Regions from separate parts of the Hordeum vulgare genome. Here region 2 is linked to region 1. Evidence: chromatin contacts called from public Hi-C data. All regions are on one chromosome and are shown on one strand. The core of a region is the stretch at or near the end of the contact, and the rest is flanking DNA. Distances in the headings are between cores, read along the strand shown. Region 1 holds the start of LOC123427052. Region 2 holds the start of LOC123427056 (trihelix transcription factor GT-1-like).

Evidence for each region. Hi-C and Micro-C count contacts between places; a contact is called where the count stands out from the background.
Region 2: a Hi-C map of leaf shows a contact between it and region 1, with 9 times the contacts expected there. The contact joins the promoter of LOC123427056 here to the promoter of LOC123427052 in region 1. A contact is called at or near these places in 5 of 6 Hi-C or Micro-C datasets (leaf, seedling and an unstated tissue) and 1 of 1 datasets of contacts at active chromatin or transcription factors (embryo).

The regions. Positions count from the first base shown.
Region 1 is chr2H:535,056,101-535,061,723 of MorexV3_pseudomolecules_assembly, forward strand. LOC123427052 reads right to left here and starts at 3,505. Exons shown (of 4, transcript XR_006622357.1): 1 at 2,185-3,505; 2 at 1,385-1,989; 3 at 1-676.
Region 2 is chr2H:535,450,188-535,455,810 of MorexV3_pseudomolecules_assembly, forward strand. LOC123427056 (trihelix transcription factor GT-1-like) reads left to right here and starts at 3,243. Exons shown (of 5, transcript XM_045110999.1): 1 at 3,243-3,936; 2 at 4,569-4,607. The coding sequence starts at 3,420.

The DNA.
Region 1 (5,623 bases), core at 2,255-4,754:
TGCAAGCAAATGTACCGTCTGTCAAACGACCACACACCTTCATGAATAGCAAACTATTCTCTTTTTTTTTTGTTTTTTCCCTTCATCAATAGTGCTAAGATGGATGAAAGGTTGGACATCATTGACTGCTGCTCCTCCTCCGTGGTCAAGGAGAAGGTATTCTTCCACTGGATAAAGTGGAGACCAGATCCTTTTCCACACTAAGAGATGGTGAAGCTGGATCGCCTCGACACTTGTAGCAAAGGTATACCAGATCAAATTTCTCTTCAAACTTCTCATTGCGTTCTAAGCACCTTCCACACTGCCGGCATCTCTTGATGCAAACCTCACATGCTCTACACTTGCCAGATCTCTCGTCATTGCACCCCACTTCAGGGCAGTCGAAAACAAGTTTGTAGCTTCGACAAATAGGGCACATCTCAATATCAAGAGCATATCCATCATTGCAATCTAATAAAAGATGATTAGAATGACGGAACCGCGGAGCCCGGTTGTGCAACTCCTGCCTCTTGTCGATGCGCAACAAGGATAATAACTCCTCGTAATCCTCTTTTGGCAAATTGAAGTTTTTGTCAATTCTGAGGCTCTTAATACCCGACACTGCTTTCATATTAAATGACTTGAGATTGGCAATAAGGCCATCCAAAGTTAATCGCGGGCAGCGCGCAATACTCAACTGTGTAACAAAAAGGAGCAAGTTAGAATCAATAACAAAATGAAAAGATGTCTATTAAATTAAAAACATATGACTAAAAAGATATGCAGCATAACAAGAGTTCCCCCTAAAATTGATAGGACAAGTTCTTCATCATGCTGTTCCAACTTTAAACTATTGTGAGAAAGTAAAAAACGTATACTAATTTTTTAACTAGTTTGCCCTCGAGACAACGATCTAGCAGATTTACAGAAACGTGAATAGCATTAGCTAAAAGCGAAACCTAACTTCATTTTTTGTTGGTGCTATATGAAAACTAGGGAAATCATATTTAGAAAGCCATAGTGAAACCTTATCACAGAGAATAACTAGAGAAAGCCATGGTGAATATTCATCGCAGAAAATACTACCCAGATAGCAAGAGCAAGAAAAACATGGTATGCTCCATATAACATCTGCACTCAACTACCCAGAGTATCCTAAGGTACTGGCCCTAGCTCCATCAGAGGGAGTTGTGTCCGTACACCACCACCACCTAGGTAAGAGTCATATTCAGCACGAATTTAGGTGCCTATTCTATTTTTCCTATCAGAGTATGCTAAGATAGGAAGTACATCGGTGCAATTATGAACATATACAGATTAATTTGCTGCCAAATATGATCCCAGGCCTTTGAGGAATTGAATTATTCTTAGAAATACTTGCAAAAAGGATTGTGAGCATACTAACCTTTGTTAACTTCAGATTGCTTTGAAGAACAACATTCAAACCATTGTCGGTGATATTTATGCAGTCATTTATATTTAGACACTCGAAACCCTCTGGAATCTTCTGTGTCAGGCGTAGAAGATCAGGATCAGATATCTTTCCGCTCAATACCGGTTCAATGTGCAAACAATTCACGAAGCAGACACTGCGGATAGCCGCATGCAAAGACTTGCACACCATCTCTGTAGCTAGGATCTCACGAAGCCCAAGATAGCGAAGAGCATACGTCATCCCGTCATGTGGGGCACTTCCCACGGCATCATCTCCATCACGGCACACCAATGCAGCATTGCCAGGAGTAGATGGATCCTCTCCAGGTACAATTGGGCATGAGCAGGACGCAAGGGGAGGCAATCCTTGAGAGCAGTTGGCGCCTCCGGCATCACAAAGGCCTCCAAAACCAGAGGGAGCATACTTCATCTCGTCATGTGGGGCACTTCCCACGTCATCATCTCCATCATCAGGGCACCCCAATGCAGCATTGCCAGAAGTGGATGGATCATCTCCAGGTACAATTGAGCGTGAGCAGGACGCAAGGGGGGGCAATCCTTGAGAGCAGTTGGCGCCTCCTCCGGCATCATAAAGGCCTCCAAACCCAGAGGGAGCATACATCATCTCGTCATGTGGGACACTTCCCACGACATCATCTCCATCATCAGGGCACCCCAATGCAGCATTGCCAGAAGTGGATTGATCCTCTGTGGGTACAACTGAGCGCGAGCAGGACGCAAGGGCGGGCAATCCTTGAGAGCAGTTGGCGCCTCGGGCATCATAAAGGCCTCCAAACCCAGAGGGGCCCTCAAAAGCACGACTGCAGCCAGCTGGGAGGTAAGATGGCTCCCGGGAGAGCGCCATAGCGTGTTCCAGGTCCATGTAAAAACTCAAGTCAGCAGGACGAACGGACCTGCCACCGTCACTGCTTCCAAAACGCCCTGGACCAGACATGACCGTGCGGTCAAGGCAACTGGCGAGGGCGGCAGTGAGCGTGTGCCCCAAGTTCATCCCGAAGGGATCCACGGGCAATAGATCTGCAGGGTCCCGTTCGAAATCATCCCGGCGCCTGGAGTTGACCCCTGGGGACGAGAGGGGCGATGCCTCCTCCGACCAGCATCCACACCCTCGCATCAGGGCAGAGCACTCGTCGCTGACCAAGAAGGAGCAGGACGGATAATTCAGCGCCATGAGCTCCAAATTCCAGTGCACTCTCCTCCTCCTCCACCACCTCCTGGCTCTCTTCTTCTTTTTTTTGGTGTTTTTTCTATGGAATATGCACATACACGGAGAACTAGAGAAGACGCAACCCTAGATCCCCCTCTCCCCCCAACAAGAGAACCCTCTATTCCTGATCCGGGCCAATCAAAAAATATCCCTAGGACCAAAAACTTCACGGAGCAATCTCGGATCCCAAATCAATCCAACAACAACAGCAGCAGGGAGACCAGGGGCAGGGGCAGGGGGTCAATAAAAAGACGACAATCTGTCTACCTTCCGCCCGAATCGGACTCAGACCCCGAGCCGGAGCAGCGGCAGCGGCCCCATCAATCAAGAGGAAACGCAATCCGGGGAGAATCCGGGCCCAAATCAGAGCAATAAACAACCGACCACGGGAGCGGAATCCACACCGGCGCCGGCGGTAGCCGAGATCCGCGAGCCGACGGGGCGGGAGGGGATTGGCGGCTCTGCAGAGGACGCGGGGGTTGGACACCTGCGAATGCGGCGGCGGTGGGGTGGGGTGGATGACTCGACTGGGATTGTTGGAGCGGCGACGGGTGGTGGGGGGAGGACGGGTGGTGGCGGTGAAACCTTGATGGGAGGGTGGGGGTGGTGGTGGTTCCGCGAAAATCTCCAAGGCTCCTTCTCCTTCTCCCGCTTGGCCTTCCGCGCGGCGCGAGGGAGGGGGAGCCAACGGGAGGAGGAGAGGGGTTGGAGAGGAGGGAGGGCGCGCGCGTAGTGGCCTGCCTGCCTGCCTGCCTGCTCTGGGGGTGGGGGCGGCCGGCCCGATCCCCTTTTCTACTTCCGTCCGGGGCGGGCGGCTCTCCCCGCTCTCTCTCTCTCTCGTTTGTTGCGTTCCGCTGTGGGTTTTCCTCTTCTCCTCTCCTCTCCGGGGCGTGCGCGGGCGGGGGATCTCTTTTTCCTGGGAATATTTTCTTCCCGGGTTTTCCCGTGCGCCTCCGCCTTTCCTCTGCACCGGCCGTGCGATTTTCGCGCCAGTTGGACTGTTGGAGCGAGACGCGCGCGTGTGACCGTGTCCGTGCGGTTGTGGATCCTGGATGGACGGCTCGTTGGTTTTGGAAAGGAATTTATCGCCTCCTTTACTGCGGCTGATCTGGATCTTCCGAATTGATCGATTTCCTTCTGGAATTGGATTAGGGCCGTAGGATTTGCTTAGGTCAATATAGTAGTACTTCTGTGTACTTGCATAACGGAACGGGAACGGGAACGGGAACGGGAACGATCACGCTTGCTCCTGTCCATGCGTGCCTGACAAAGGTACATAGTTTTTTTCTCCTTCAACACAATGGGGGAGGAGGAGCATGATCCTGCCTGAATGCATTTTGCTCGAAGGAATGTTTTTTTTGTGGGTCTGCTCGAAGAAATTTTACACACACGTTTTTGTTTTGTTTTTAACGACGGTTTTGTTTTTAACAACATGCGCACTCATAAACATACACATGCATCCATCTCTAAAAACGCACGCACACTTTAATTCTATGAGCATCTCCATGATACCAAGCTGACATCACATTCTGAGATTGAGAGAATCATCACATGTGACCACATGGTCGATGGAAACGTCTTCAACCGCACATCAAACATCTTCGGAAAGGCTGAAATAAATCTTGAAAAATGAAAGTATTAATGATAGGTCTATAACTTGAACCCTAATGGAGTTGTTCCATCACAAATAACTTAAACGTCTAAGTTAGGCTCAGTCATACACGTTTTGTTAGGCATCTCCAACGATGTCTTCTAAAACAAACGCATTATCCGCCCGCAAACAGCATTCACACGCATCCACGTATAGAATAAGGCAGTCAGTCATCTAATCATGTTCATGAGATACGTGTCAAATCCGAACGGCAGAGTTAGGCCAGACATAGAGGATATCCTCATGGGTAGTGTGGACATTATTAGGGTCCAAATAAAATTGAGTCAAGCGGACCTCCGCATGTTACATGGACTTTCATAAAACATTTAAGGGTCTTCGTTGAATAACAAAAATGGTCCAAGCACTGTTATCTCGACCTATATGGACACATCGAGGGTCAGCATTAAAGATGCCCTCACACGAGTTTGGTTCGTCTTCTCTTACAAGTTTAACTTTGGAAGAGGAGGATGGTTGTTCCGCCATAACCAATGTTATCTAGATGGCACTTGATTCTGCTCATATTTATTTGTATGCATTCATTCTCTTGATTACTCGGAAATGTTAGACTTAGATCATCCGACCAAGGAAACTTGAGTAGCCATCCTTTGCTCCTCTTCGTGTGTGTGTGTAACAAACATAGTTTTTCCCGGACTCAAGGGGGAGAGGGGTGATCACCACATGAATGCATTACTCAAAGGAGTTTCACATACGCATTTTTTTCCTCTTCACTGACAAGTTTTTCTCATGCACAAACTTGAAAGTGAAGGATGCTTGTTTCGCCATAACCCATGTCTTCTTGGCACTAAATGTTGCTTATATTTCTCAATTGGTCTTTATTCTAGAGATTTTGTGAATGCTGAGCTTAGCTCATCCCATCAAGGAAAAAGAATAACAAACAAAGTTAGTATGAGCATTACAACGACATATGTTAAGGTGGAAGTGATAACCCGCAATTATAAGGGATCGTTTGTAGCCTTTTTTATATGTAAAAATGTCGAATCCAAGGATCTAAAGATAGAACTAATGTTCTCTCAAGTTTTATCACCACCGATCCAACTCTAGGCACAACAATGTTCACTTTATCTAGTACAAGAAATAAACTATTTTACGGGAATAAATTTAGAGGTACTTTGTAGGTGTAATAGATAGGTTTGCAAGATAATAAAGAACAAGTAAATACAAATTGAGGGTTGTTTAAATAAGGAAAACGTTCTCCTGCCGCCGGCGGATCTCACAGAAAGCATCCACCGCCTTGTACGTCTGCCACGTGTCATGCTAGGTGCAACCTTATCTTTTTAGTCGTTGCCTTCTTATCCATTCATTGCTACATG
Region 2 (5,623 bases), core at 1,993-4,492, 390 kb after region 1:
TGGAAAAACCCAACGTAGATCACAAGTATCAGGAAGTATTTCCCTCAGATATGAAACCAAGGTTTATCGAACCAATAGGAATATCAAGCATAATCGTCTTGAGTTGCTGCACACAAATGAACAAACAATTTGCACCCAACACGGACAAAACGGTTGTCAATCCCCTCGTACTTGTTATTTGCAAGCGAGTGAGGTGTGTAGATAATTGTAGATAGTTGTAAATTGCAAAATAAAATAAAAACAAGTAAATGACAGCAAGGTATTGAAGGATTTGTAAATATGTTGTGAATAGACCCAGGGGCATAGTTTTCCCTAATGACATCTGTCATGAAAAATAGCATATAGTGGGTAAACAAATTACTGTTGTGCAATTGATAGAAAAGAGGATAGTTATGCGATATTCACGGCAATGATCATGTGTATATATGCATCACGTCTATAAACAAATAAGCCGACTCCTGCCAACACCTATTACTATTACTCGACTCATCGACCGTTATCGAGCATGTGTCTAGAGTATTAAGTAAAACAGAGTAATGCATGGAGAACAATGACATGATGTAGACAAAGTAAAATCAATAAATATGAATAAACCCCATTGTTTTATACTTAGTAGCAACAACACAAAGACACATCATGTCCCTTTCTATCACTGGGATATAAAAATTCGCCACGTTAAACCTACTACAGCGCACCTGTCTCACCGAAGAAATATCAATCTAGTTGGCCAAACTATTTCAATAGACCAGAGAGAATTACAGAGCTATCATAATCATGCACATAAGAATCATATTAGTATTAGAATAAGACTCAAATATTTATAGTGAATAATCTGAACATAAACCCACAATTCATCGGATCCCAAAAAATGCACTGCACAAAAGGAATTACATCATGTGGATCAAAGCGAAGATGCGATGATCATTGTACTGAAGTCAAGAGAGAGATTGCCATCTAGGTACTAGATATGGAACCATATGTCTACGGTGAACTACCCACACATCATCATGAGGGCAACAAGGTTGATGAACAGGCCCTCCGTGATCGACCCCCCCTCCGGCAGGGTGCCGGAACGGAGCTCCAGATGGCCTCCTGTCGGAACAGAGACTTGCGGTAGTGTAAAAAGTATTTCGGGACTACCTCTGGGTCGAGAAAAAATGTCCAAAAAGTTTCATCTCAATTGGACTCCATTTTGGTATGAAAAACCTGAAAAGTGAAAAACATGCAGAAAACAACAACTCGCACTGGCACTAGGTCAATAGGTTAGTACTCAAAAATAATATAAATTGGTAAATAAATACCCCCAAAAGTATTCTATAATGATAAAATATCAGCATGGAACAATGAAAAGAATAGATACGTTGGAAACGTATCACCTTTGCCTCCCCATACACACATGTTAGTCGCCACTCCAAGTTGTCCGTCATATGATTTTTTGAATCAACATGGTAGTCCAAATAACCCATAATATCAGTCTTTATTTCATTATTCCAAAATATTCCTAGGCCTCCGCTACGGCCATTGTTCTTAACTGCATAACCATTATCAAAACCTAATGTGCTTGCTAATCCTTCTACCCGTGTTCATGAGATTTGAGTTTAGAATGCATAACACGGAAGGGGCAAATTGCTTTGTTAGGTCCCGAAGCTCTCAAACTGTGGCCGACTTGACTGCACCGCGAAAGTTCCAGCAAAGCACACTCATTGGCCTCTGTGGTGCTCCACACGAGAGCCTGCCAAAGAAGCTTCTACACCCTTTTCAAGAGGTGAAGTTGTTGTCATAACCTTTTGGACTGTTGTACGAACCATCTTTGATTCTTGCTTTGAAGAGGGGCTCGGAGGAACTGCGGGTGGTGTAAGTGCCAAGACATTGCCTGTGCTGGGGGCATGATTCAGGGCGGGTGTCTTTGAAGATATAACTGCTATTGTGTTCTCCGTCTCTGATGATCTCTTTCTGTTTGGGCCAGCATCAATCATTGTAGCCTCATGGTCATCCATCCTCTCCCATTCTGAAAGATCATCCTTTCCCGCTGGTTTTCGCGTCCCGAGCCACCTGAGCAGTCACCCCTTCTTCCTTGTCCTCTTCCTCGTCCTCTGCCCTCAGCAGGCCCCGACCCAGCTCCGTGGTACCAAGTCGCCCAGAAGTTTTTGAACACTAGCGCCTTGGGGTCATGTACCCGTCACCACTTTCTTTGAAGGTGTGCCCTAGATGACCGCATACCGCGCACTATTCTGGCAACCACTCGTATTTTATTCTGAAGATCTCTCTCTTTCCTTTAACAATGATCAAGACTGCATTCTTGAGTGGTTTGGTTACATCTATCTTTACACGAACACGATAGAAATGGCCTTCAAAGTCATGGGACTTAGGTTCGACATATATAAACTTTCCCACAATTGACGACAACGCCTTGATCTTGGGGAAGATGCCATCGGGCAGGTCATGGATTTGCATCCAGACTTCCAGATTGTTAAGGACTATGGAGGACGGACGAGTGTACCCATCATAAAGCGCGATCACAACTGCCTCCCCCTTGAACATCCATGGGCCTTCTTCCATAACCCTCTCCTAGTCCCCAAGGCATGAGAACTTGAGCGTGTATAGATTATCTTCGAGAGGACGAATTTTCACCTCTTGCGCCAGATCCCAGTCCACCCTCATGTTGCGGTAGAACCAATACTGGCTATTGGGTTTATCGGTGTGCATCCTAGCTACTACCATCCAGCGAGTAGCCTCGTGTGTCAATTTACCGTCGTCCACCACCACATCCTGCAAATCTTCCTCCTTCAATCCAAGCTCTTCCATCGTCTCCTCAAGATCGACCGTAGCCGAACCCGATCCCGAAGCCACGTTCTTCATCAGATCTCTCGCCCTGAGAGACAGTCTTCCGCGGGCAGTAGTAGCCGTAGCAAACCCCAGGTCCGTCATGCTGGCACGAGACAATGGCTTCGACGACCCCATGACGGTGTGGGATTGCGCGGGATTCGATTTCTCTACGGAAAGCTTACGCCGCCGTCGAGAGGAGGATAAACCCTAACATAAAGGATGGATACCGCAGTTGTGTGTAGAGTAAAAAAAAATTGAGACAAAAGAAAAGAATAGGTTCACGGAGGTTGCGGGTTCGTTTGGACAGTGAGGAGGAATTGATTTGGGGATGGGCTACGTGAAATCTACTATGCTGGACTAGCCCGCTACGACGGCCATACGGGTCATGGTCGGGCCGGGCCGGGCCGGGATGGGCAGGGCCGTACTCTGATAAGTTTGTCCTCCTCCGGGACTCCGACCGCCCTCGTCGGCGAGAGGGCCCCGGCTGCGCTCTCCAGTGAGCCTCCACTCCCACCACCGCCTCCCTCGCCTCACGCACGCAGCACAGTCTCGCTCCCGGACCCCACCACCCGCGCCGCTCCTCCGCCGCGGCGATGCTCCTCGCCGGGCCGCAGCCCCCTACCCCGTCGCTGCTGCTCCCGGAGAGCAGCGGCGAGGACGGCGGCGCCCACGACCACGACTCCTCCTCGCGCGCCTCGGCCCCGAAGAAGCGCGCCGAGACCTGGGTCCAGGACGAGACGCTCAGCCTCATCGCGCTGCGCCGCGAGATGGACAACCACTTCAACACCTCCAAGTCCAACAAGCACCTCTGGGAGGCCATCTCCGCCAAGATGCGGGAGCAGGGCTTCGACCGCTCCCCGACCATGTGCACCGACAAGTGGCGCAACCTCCTCAAGGAGTTCAAGAAGGCGCGCAGCCACGCCCGCAGCAGCGGCGGCGCCAGTGGGAACGGCTCCGCCAAGATGGCCTACTACAAGGAGATCGACGACCTGCTCAAGCGCCGCGGGAAGGCGGCCAGCTCGCCCGCGGGGAGTGGTGGTGGGGGTGGCGCCGCGAAGAGCCCCACGCCCACCTCCAAGATCGAGTCTTACCTGCAATTCGCGGATAAAGGTATGATGCTCCCCCTTATCCTTCTGACTAAGACGGCCTTGCTTTGCGTGCTGAAATGGATAGAGGCTTTCAACTCTTCATCCCAGTAGTATCTGACAACCTCGAGTTTTGATCATAGATCAATGGATTAGGTATACATCAGTATAAATTTAGGTACACATCAATTAATTGTTGCCTGTGCACCGCCAATTACTAGCAACTTAAGCTGTTATCAGTAAGCATTGCTGCAGAAATTCGGATATTACAGTGTTGTTTTCTGTCCAGTTCACTGGCTGACTACTGGCACACCATTGTGTAGTAGTATGAAGTTAGTTCACAGTTCAAGCTTACTGATCTACCCGTACCATGGGGTGAGAATGCTTAGCAGTTAGCAGTTAGCACAAGTCTGTTTGCTAAGCAAAGTACATATTTGCAATTGGTATGGGTCTCCAGCTCGGGGTTTTGTGTGTCGGTGGGTGCATACTAGGTAGCACTATCTGATATGGTTTTGGATTTATGTGTCTGGTGGGTCTGCTTACTTATAATGACTGCTGGGTTTAGTAACTGAACATTTGGACTTGTGTTTATATTTGGTTTATGATCGATTGGATTTCTGTTAGCTTATGGATTCATGTTCACTGCTATCAATCTAGGTTTTGAAGATGCCAACATTCCATTTGGCCCTGTTGAAGGTACTAATATATTCTGCCTCTGCTATAATTGCTACCTATTTCTTTCTGTGTCTTATTTTGTGAGCATCTTCTGTGTTTATACCTATGATCTTCCACTTACTTGGCTCAATATTCTGTCAGAAAGTTGTGCCTGCCTAGAGGTTAACATACCAAGCTTGAGCTAAAGTCATTTGTGGACCAGTTGTTATTTTCATTTAATGGGTGAACACACCAAAAATGTTCCAACAATAGTGAGTTTCTTGGTGAGGCCTTTTTTTTTTCTTAGCCTTGTAGAACTTTTTTGTTCTCATTACTCACTAGTTGTGCACTTCATTATAGAAAGAGAACTGGTGAGGTTTTATTAAACAAAATTGCCAGATGGTAAGATACACAATTTTAACACTGTTTAGACTGGAACATGGAGATTAAAAACTCTCGAAAGGAGAATGCAGGGAAAGAAATTATCTTTGTATAATTAAAAAAAGAGTAAAGTGCATTAGAAATCCTATAAGTATACTGGCAGAGGGTGTCGAGTTAGTCCTCTCCTAATGTATGAAAGTGCATATTTCAGTCCCAGTAATGCAACAAGTGAGGCATCACAGGTCCTATCGTGGTTGAATCAGTTCTGACCTCCAAGTGTGGTGGGTTGACCACTGCCAATTAGGCCAGCTGAAGGTAAAATCATGTGATGTTCAGGGAGGCGAGTGGCAGATCTGCAGCTCCAGCGAGCAAAGAAGTACCCATCTTGCCCGCATCCCTTGCTGAAAAACAGGAGAAGGGTCTCCCAACAATGGGAGAGAGGAGGAAGAGGAGGTGGGGTGTTGGAAAAGTGGAGAGAGAGAGGAGCAGTTGGTAGGAGAAGAAGAGAGGTAGTAAATAGGAGGATGGAGAAAAGGATTTATGATTATAAATTTTGACATTTTATATCTGGCCTAGCATGAGTTTTGCCGTCAAGTGACCCTCAGCCTACGTGGCAGTGTGCTCAACCCACTATGATGCAGGCCAGCACTGTTTTGGCCCAGGTAGGACCTTTTGTG